Linked DNA regions of Mus musculus: region 1 is linked to region 2. A link is a contact called in public promoter capture Hi-C data. All regions are on one chromosome and are shown on one strand. Each heading gives the region's core, a stretch centred on a gene start, on an enhancer-like site or on the middle of the called end of the contact. The rest is flanking DNA. Distances are from core to core; before and after follow the strand shown.

The links. Promoter capture Hi-C pulls out the DNA fragments that hold promoters and counts their contacts.
Region 1: a promoter capture Hi-C map of liver shows a contact between it and region 2, with 3 times the contacts expected there. The contact joins the promoter of Acvrl1 here to the promoter of Smagp in region 2. A contact is called at or near these places in 8 of 39 promoter capture datasets (the 3T3-L1 cell line, 3T3-L1-derived adipocytes, the C10 cell line and 3 more), 1 of 484 Hi-C or Micro-C datasets (liver), 2 of 115 datasets of contacts at active chromatin or transcription factors (bone marrow-derived macrophages and embryonic stem cells) and 1 of 9 other capture datasets (adipose tissue).

What each region holds. Positions count from the first base shown.
Region 1 is chr15:101,126,929-101,130,531 of GRCm38.p6, reverse strand. It overlaps Acvrl1 (activin A receptor, type II-like 1), which reads right to left and starts at 2,010. Exons shown (of 11, transcript NM_001277257.1): 1 at 1,949-2,010; 2 at 1,469-1,605.
Region 2 is chr15:100,635,511-100,639,565 of GRCm38.p6, reverse strand. Smagp (small cell adhesion glycoprotein) reads left to right here and starts at 2,626. Exons shown (of 4, transcript NM_174992.4): 1 at 2,626-3,007; 2 at 3,311-3,379. The coding sequence starts at 3,346.

The DNA.
Region 1 (3,603 bases), core at 761-3,260, 490 kb before region 2:
CAAGCACCCGACTGGGGTGGTCCGTGGAAGCTGGGGTTCAATGTGGGGCTCGAGGCAGGTAAGCTTTCTCTATCCTTTTTCTAAAAAAAAAAAAAATACTTTCTCAGGTAAGGAGAGGACCTCGTCAGAGTGCTGCAGACTCCTCCACAGAGACACATCGAGTTAAGATGGCGAGGAGGTAAGAATCATGGGACATTCACAGTCCAGGAACAGGCATGTTCCTGGCAGTATTGAGTATTGTTCCTGGCCTCTGTGTTTGTTTCTGTTTGTCACCGCCAAATCCTTACCTACCTAGCCTCGAGAACCCACATCCCAGGGACCCCCATACCTAGCTAGGGTGGTCTGTGGCAGCTACGTCTCACAGCTTGGAGATTGGCATAAGAAGAGTACCATTTCCCAGGTGAGACCCACGAGAGTTACTCAACTGTGTGGCAAGTGGCACGGAGCAAGCCCTCGGCAGCCAGATGTGCCGGCACTGACCTGTATCCCAGCACTCAGAAGCCTCCTGAGGCAGGGCAGGAAAGAGACTAAAGCTGAATCAGGTGGACTGAAAATCTGAGGCCAGCTCTGTATCAAAAACAAACAAACAAACAAACACAAACAAAAAACCTCCCAACCATGGTGTCTCCTGATGTCATTGACTGACACCCTTCTCAGAGTCATCCAAAGCCTGAAGCTGACCTCTCTTCCACAAGCTGGGCACAGTTATCTCCCATCTGATAGGCTGTGTGAGCAAAACCACCCACAACAAAGAAGGATAATTGTGAAGACAGGTGGGGGGCCAGCTAGAGTGGTGAGGATCCAGAGAGGAAAGACCCTAGACAGACCCCCTAGACAGACTGACCCTGGAGGGTCAGAGAGGGGGCCGAACTCATCCAGAAGTTGCTCGTGAGCAGGGGAATGTGTCCTTCAAAGGAAGACCTAAGAAAGCAGAGCTGTTCTCTGCAGGGCTGACTGACTGCCTGGATCTCAGCCTGGGGGAGGGCCAGGAGTCCCTAAAGGGGAATGTCAAGGACACCCACGGCAGGGGAATTCTGTGACCCTATAGAGATAAGGATTGGGGTGCCAGGTTAAGTGGTCTCTATGAGGAGGTTCCGCAAGGGAAGTCGCTCCTATGTCAACAGAGCACCCTGGAGCTCAGGAGGGAAGAATCTTTCAGTCCCGTTTTACCTTTATAGATAAGGGTAGAAGAGTTAATCTCGGCAGGGAAGAGAAGCTAAAGGCCTCAGGATACCTAGCAAAAAAAGTTTTTTGATTCCCCATCCGTGCTCGACCCGCCCCCTTCCACGCTCAGGTCGGGGTAGCAGGGAGGTGTGTGTCCACAACCAGGGGACTGCTGACTGTCTTGCCCGGCTAAAACTGACCCTGCCACGCGCCGTCTGAGAGGTCTTTGAGATCCACATAAAGAAGGGTCCCCCTGAGACCAGGGACAGGTCTCCCTGCCCGGCCCAGCGGCACTCCGACTCACCTTTGGACAGGGCGACTCGACCCCCGCCTCTCCTTGCCGGAGGCGGCCGGGGTCTCACGTCCAGAGCCGGCCTGTGGGGCCGGGAAAGGTCTCGATCTGCGCGGCTGGCGCGGCGGCCTCCGGGGACTGGGAAGGGGCTGGAGCAAAATGTTTCTTATTCTAGCTTCTTCCTGCCTGGCCCGGCTCCACCACTCCCTCCTAATAACTCGTTTCCTATTGCCCAGTACGCCTCCCAGCAGCAGGGCTCGGCTCTAGAGGGCTGCAGACCGAGTGCGACCACCCCAGCCCCTCCCTGCCACGAAGGGACAGGCTTCGAACCCAGGCATTGGGGTCCCGTGCGTCCTGGGTAGGAACGTAGGGACTGAGCTAGCTGCGGAAGCGTCGCTCTAGGCCAGGAGAGGGTAGCCTGCACCCAGAGGCAGAAATCTAGATTCGTGAGGGCTTCAGGGAGGGACCCGCGTGAGGTAGCAGCCAACTTACCTGTGCTCACTCCTAAGGAACAGCGCTAAGAAAGCTGAGTTTGGGCTGGGAGTGTCTGCTCCAGAGTTGGCTCCGCCCTTTGGATTCTCCAGTTGGCTTAAATCTTTTTGCCTCCAAATTCCAGCCCTTCACCCTTAATACTTTTGTTCCCTTCCGTTGTCCACAGTGCTGGCCATCAACGCTCAGCCTCGGGCTAAAGAAACCTAGATAGGTCCGTTCTGAGTCAGTCTGGTCTGTGCACCTCAAGGCTTGACAGTTAGTTGTTCCTCTCCCTCAGGTCAGGGGTGGCCAGAATAGAGGGAAAGGCCACCTTGTCTTTTCTGTTCAGCCGTGTCCTTTTTGTCTAGCCGGGCTGGGACCCCAACCACGGGATGGGGGCGGGGCACAACTACCAGATGGGGAGCTTTAGAATTTGGGGCATGGAACCTTGTGAGGCTGGGACCTGCGGCTGGGGAGTTGGGCAGAGGGCTCGGGATGGGGAAGACAGGACACTCTTCCTCTTCCTGATCGGCAGTACAGGCTGGGACTGGGTGAAAATCTATGCTTTCCTGGGCAGGACTTGAGTTTTACTCTTAGCCTTGTGAATATCCTTGTGGGGGACCTTGAAGTAGTTCCACCAGCTGGGAATCCAGGCTAGTTGCTGTGACCCCACTAACACCTCCAGGGGCTTCAACCCCCCCCCCCCCCCCCCGCTACTAATGAGCATAGTGTTCCATCTTTCAAACGGTAAAAGATGGTGCCTATCTAAGTTCCTCAAGGAAGGAGTTTGTCGGCTAATATTTGAGAAGGCTAGGGAAGGGGTGGCCCTAGCCCAGTGGGAGAACACAGAAGCAATCTCTAAGGTGTCATGCCTGTCATGTAGATTTTGCAAGATGGGACAGAGGTGCCCTATCCTTTGGCAAGGATAGAGGCTGGGGGAGAGAAAGGCGGGAGGCTCCCACTGGTCTTACTTCCTCTGCTGAGCTCCACATGCTAGCAGCTTCTTGAATTGTGAGCCCCATGACCTTCCAGAGCCCCGGCTCAACCAAATTTCAGGGTCAGGACAGACCATGTCTTGCAGTACTATGGATTACAGTATCTGCTTTTCCAGATTGTGGTGGTCGCTTTGTTACACTCTATAGAACAGGGAGCTTGGATACATGACCATCTTCACACCCACTCTTCCTCCCACATGCCATGGCTTCCGGTAAGCCTTTCATTCTCCAGCCGGCGGCTCTCTGTCTTGAGTGGGACAGGACCCATGGGACCTCTGCAGCCCAAGTCTAAGGTCCGCCTCCTTGGGAAGGGGCAGATAGGGGACCATGGGTAAGGTCAGGAGCTGGGAAGTGGCTGAGGGGGTCAGTGGGGACTGAAGAGTTTCTGTGGGCAGGCCTGTGAAGTAAGACGGAGAGAAGTCAATTTAGGAGGTTGAAGAGAAGCTGTGGACAGGGGTGGCATCTTTCCCCTCTTCTTAGCGTTCCCGACACTGGCTGGTGCCTGGGCTGTTCTTGTGAACCCAAGCCTCCCATAGTGCACGGGGAGCTTGGGGCAGGGGCGGGGGATGTGGGAGGAGTGACAAGAGTTGGAGAAAGCACTAGGGCCTCAGGCCAATGAGGACATAGAAAAGGAATTACAGACTGCGTCCAAGTCTACAAGAATTAGTTGCTCACAAGGCC
Region 2 (4,055 bases), core at 1,377-3,876:
ATAAAAAAAAAAAAAAAAAAAAAAAATTATGTCCTGAGCTACAAACACCAATTCTAGAGGGCCCACAGTCCCCTAACGCAGGACACAGAATTTGAGGCACATACAGGATTTTCCAGTAAGTGTGTCCACATAGGAGCTGGGGTTCTGTGTTTATATCTGGGAGTAATTTTTCCATTCTACTTTTGTGTACAGTATACTGTCCAGCACAGGGAGAGGCTGGTAACCGAGTTATTTTTTCATCCATCAAGAAAATGCTTCCGTGATCAATACTTCCCCAAACCCTTTTGAGTGCAGATGAGCCTGTCTCTACCCAGCACAGGCCTCTGGAGGACAGTCCTTCCTGACCCTGTGATGAACATATAGGTTCACACACAGTGGCCCGGGATAAGCAAGCAAGCAAGCAAGCACACACGGTGATGGAGGGTCCATGTCGGGGCACAGCTTCCTGTACCCAAACCCTTAGGAATCATCATCTTCCGAAATCAAGCCCTCTTTTTCTCACTTTGAAAGACTGCCCTTCACAGCTCTCTATACAGTAGTCCTGGGAGGGTGCCTCCCGAGAGATTTTCAAATAACCCCACTGCCGGCTCTGCCCGTTCTAGCTCTCCCCCAGGCACTCCCTCCTGTGGCAGTCAGGATCACTACTCCAGGCTAACTAGGGTGTCATGGAAGGGTAAGAACGGGCTGGGAATAGAGGCACCTCTGCTCCAGGTCCACCATCTGACAAACCCTCAGGCTGCACGGGCACTTGAGTTGGTAGCATGCTTGTCTAACATCCTCGGAGGCCTGGATTTGATTCCCCAGCACTACATAAACCAGGCAGGTGGGCAGACACCTACCTGCCAAGATCAGTCCTCGGAGGTGGGAGGACCAGAACTTCAAGGTCAGCTTTTGCTATGTGATACAGGTGCTGCTGTCTTTAAAAAAAAAGTCTGGAGAAACCCAGTTCAAGCCTTTTGCTTATGGGGTTTGCTTTGTCTTTGTCTCTCCCCCCCCCAATAAAATGGGAACTCTTTGGGGGAGTAGGCCATGTCCAAGTTGTAGGACTTCCTGTCTGATGGGGGTGGGGGGTAAGTCAGTAACTGCTACAACAGAGGCACAGCTAGAGTGGAAAATGCACTACGCTGTGAACATGGTACTTTACTGCGATCCCAAGGAAGCATCCAAGGGGGAAGGAAAGGGCCCACATGCTTGGGTAGTGTGGACAGTCTCAGCCGGGAACTGAACAGTTGGCCCAGACATCATCCAGGAAAAAGGCAAGGACACAGAACACGGCCACCCCAGTAGAAGCACAAGGAAGCCAATAAAGCCAGGCGAAGATAAATGTCACCTGTCTCTTGTCTGCCCTGAGGTCCCTAGAGGTCTGTTGACAAAAGCATGGCTGCTTCAGTTTCCGAGGCTTAAGTTTCACTCTTGGAGAAGACTGGCTGTCCATGTGAGACCGTGTCCATCATCGATTCACTTGACTCCTTATGGAGGTCTGACACAGACGCATCCTGAGTCCCTGCTCCCCAGACTCTGGACAGTGTTGACAGGCTGCGTCTGGGTATAGACTGGGTGTCATGTGCCAACCTGTCGTGCCAGCAATACCAAAGCTGAGGCAGTGGGTCCTAACCTGAGGCCAGCTTGTGGTTTCTGGGAAACTCAGTTGTTAGCTTTACAAGGCAGTTAGGTATCTTCACTGACTAAGCTTTCTCATCAGCCCCAGCAAAGTTTTAAGTGAGCCTGCCGGTGCCGGTGGAGGCCAGAAGAGGGCATCAAGATCTCCTGAAACTGAATCACAGGACGTTGTGAACTACTGGGAGCCTTTCTCCAGCTAACCCCTCTCCCCCCCTCCCCCGCCCCCCAAAGCAACTTTTAAAGGTTATATTTTAAAGAAAAAAAAAAAAAAAGACATGAAAGCCAAGTGTGGTTGGTCAGGTCCGACCCTCAGTGAGCTACCCAGGTAACCTGGCCAGTGTTTTTTGAGCACATTATCATGTGCTAGGTGAGGTTCTAGGCAACTCATTGGAGCTCCGCAATAACCCTAACCCTGAGTTCACACAGCTTTGCCCAAAGAATCAGAAGTAACCTGCGCTAGCTTACACAGCGGGACCACCTCCAGAGCCTGTTATATAGAATTATTGCCTCTTAGTCAACGAGTTCCTCTAGTTAATTTGGGAGCATTTCCTGTCACTGACGTGAGTCCAACTGCTGCTAAAGTACAGCACTGATGAATATTTAAATCAAGGCGCTTGCCTCGGGCTAGGACCAAGGCTGTAAAACGGCCTTACGGGAATTGCCACTTTCAGTCCCCATTTTAGGGATGAGGAAACCGACTACTGAGGTGTTCAGGAATGTGCCCACAGCCACCCAGCTGGCAAGCACTTACGCTGGAGCTTTTAATCCTAAACAGCCCACAGCCACACCTCCTACCCTCTCCACGCTCCACCGCCTCCTGGGAAGGTCGCACGCGGAAGGTCCAGGTGGCCCCGGGAGGTGCTCGGCTAAGTCGCCCCGAAGTCGCGGACTCCAGAGGGCCCACGCGTGACTGAGCTCCCGCGGGACACGCCCCTCGCTCGCCCTACAGCTGGCGCTGCCGACCCCGGCCGAGCCCGGCACGGGGGCGGAGCGGCTCCGGACAGTGGCCTTTCCTCCCGGGGGAACCTGCTGAGGGCGGCCCCGAGCTCCTTCCTGTCCCTCCCACCGCGGTCCGGGCTCGGCGGCCGCTCGGCGCGGGGTCCCGGGCGCGGCTCCGGCGACTCTCGGCCGCTCCCACCCCGGCGAGTTCAAAAGGACGCGCGGCGCCCGGCCCTGCCCGCCCGTCGGACTGGAAAGGTGAGCGCGCTGCGCGGAAGCCCGGAGCCCGCACTCGGCCGCCGCGCGCCTGCGACCTGACCCGCACGGGTACTGCGCGGCTGCAGGGACACTCGACGGCCAGGGCGCGGGCCCGGGGCACGCGGGATCCCCGGGGAGCGGGGCGCACCCAGCGGACGGCTCGGCGGGGCTCCTGGCCCTGGAAGCCCAGGTAATGCAGGTGGCTAAGGGACCCGGATCGCTCATGGGCGCAACCGGGCCGACCCTTGCTTAACTTTCCCAGGCCTGGGGAAAGGGTCACCAACGCCACCCATTCCCCGACCCTGCGACCAGGGTCAGCTCTTGGGGGAAGGATTTGTTTATGGAAGCTGATTAGAACCGAAAGGAAGAGAGTGGATATATCCAGGGGAAGGGACTCGGGGAAAACCTGGCGCCCGAGGCTCTCCTGGGATCTACAAGCCCTGCGACCTCAGGAGCCCGTCCACCTCATTCTTGTCCGTCCTTCTTCCCACAGATCTGACCCTACGAAATAGCCTGCCCTCAGCAACGATGAACAACCTACCGGCCACACCTTCTCCTGAAGGTAGGTGATGAAAGTTATGGAGTAGGGGGGCTGTTTAAGAATTCCCACCCCAGAACAGGTCTTGGAATTCCGCGAGGCCTCACTCAGTGTAGACTGGAAGACTCACCCATCCCCACCCCACTCCACCCCACCCTACCCCTACCAACCCGCTGTCGGGCCTCACGCAGGAAAAAGCTCCAAGAAAACAGAATTCAACTTCAGTGTGCCCTTTTGCGCTATTTTATTCTCAAGTCTGGACCGGACCAATTCCAAGCACTGCGAGTCACCTGGGTTTAGGAAGTTCTTTGATGCCCAAAGGAGCCATTTTTACATTCACCCCAGTAGTTAAGTAAAGGAGAAAGGGAATCTTCTAAAGATAACCGGGAGGACTCGTGATGTCGCTTAATTGGTAGAGAACTTGAGATGAAACCCATTTTGATGGCTTGTGCCTGCAGTCCCTGCAACTTGGGACGTAGAGGCGGGAGTACCAGAAACTCAAGGTTATCCTCAGCTAAATAGTGAATTTAAGTCTAGCCTGGGCTAGAGGGATGTGGGGTGTGTTTAAAAATTCTAGGAGCCAGGTGGTGAATTGAGTCTCACCTTTCCTTTCCTAATCAGGCTGGTTCTGGCGCGCTGACGGATATTTACATATTAATTGGTTTCACCTTGTGCCAGCCTGGGTGTGGGAGGAACTAAC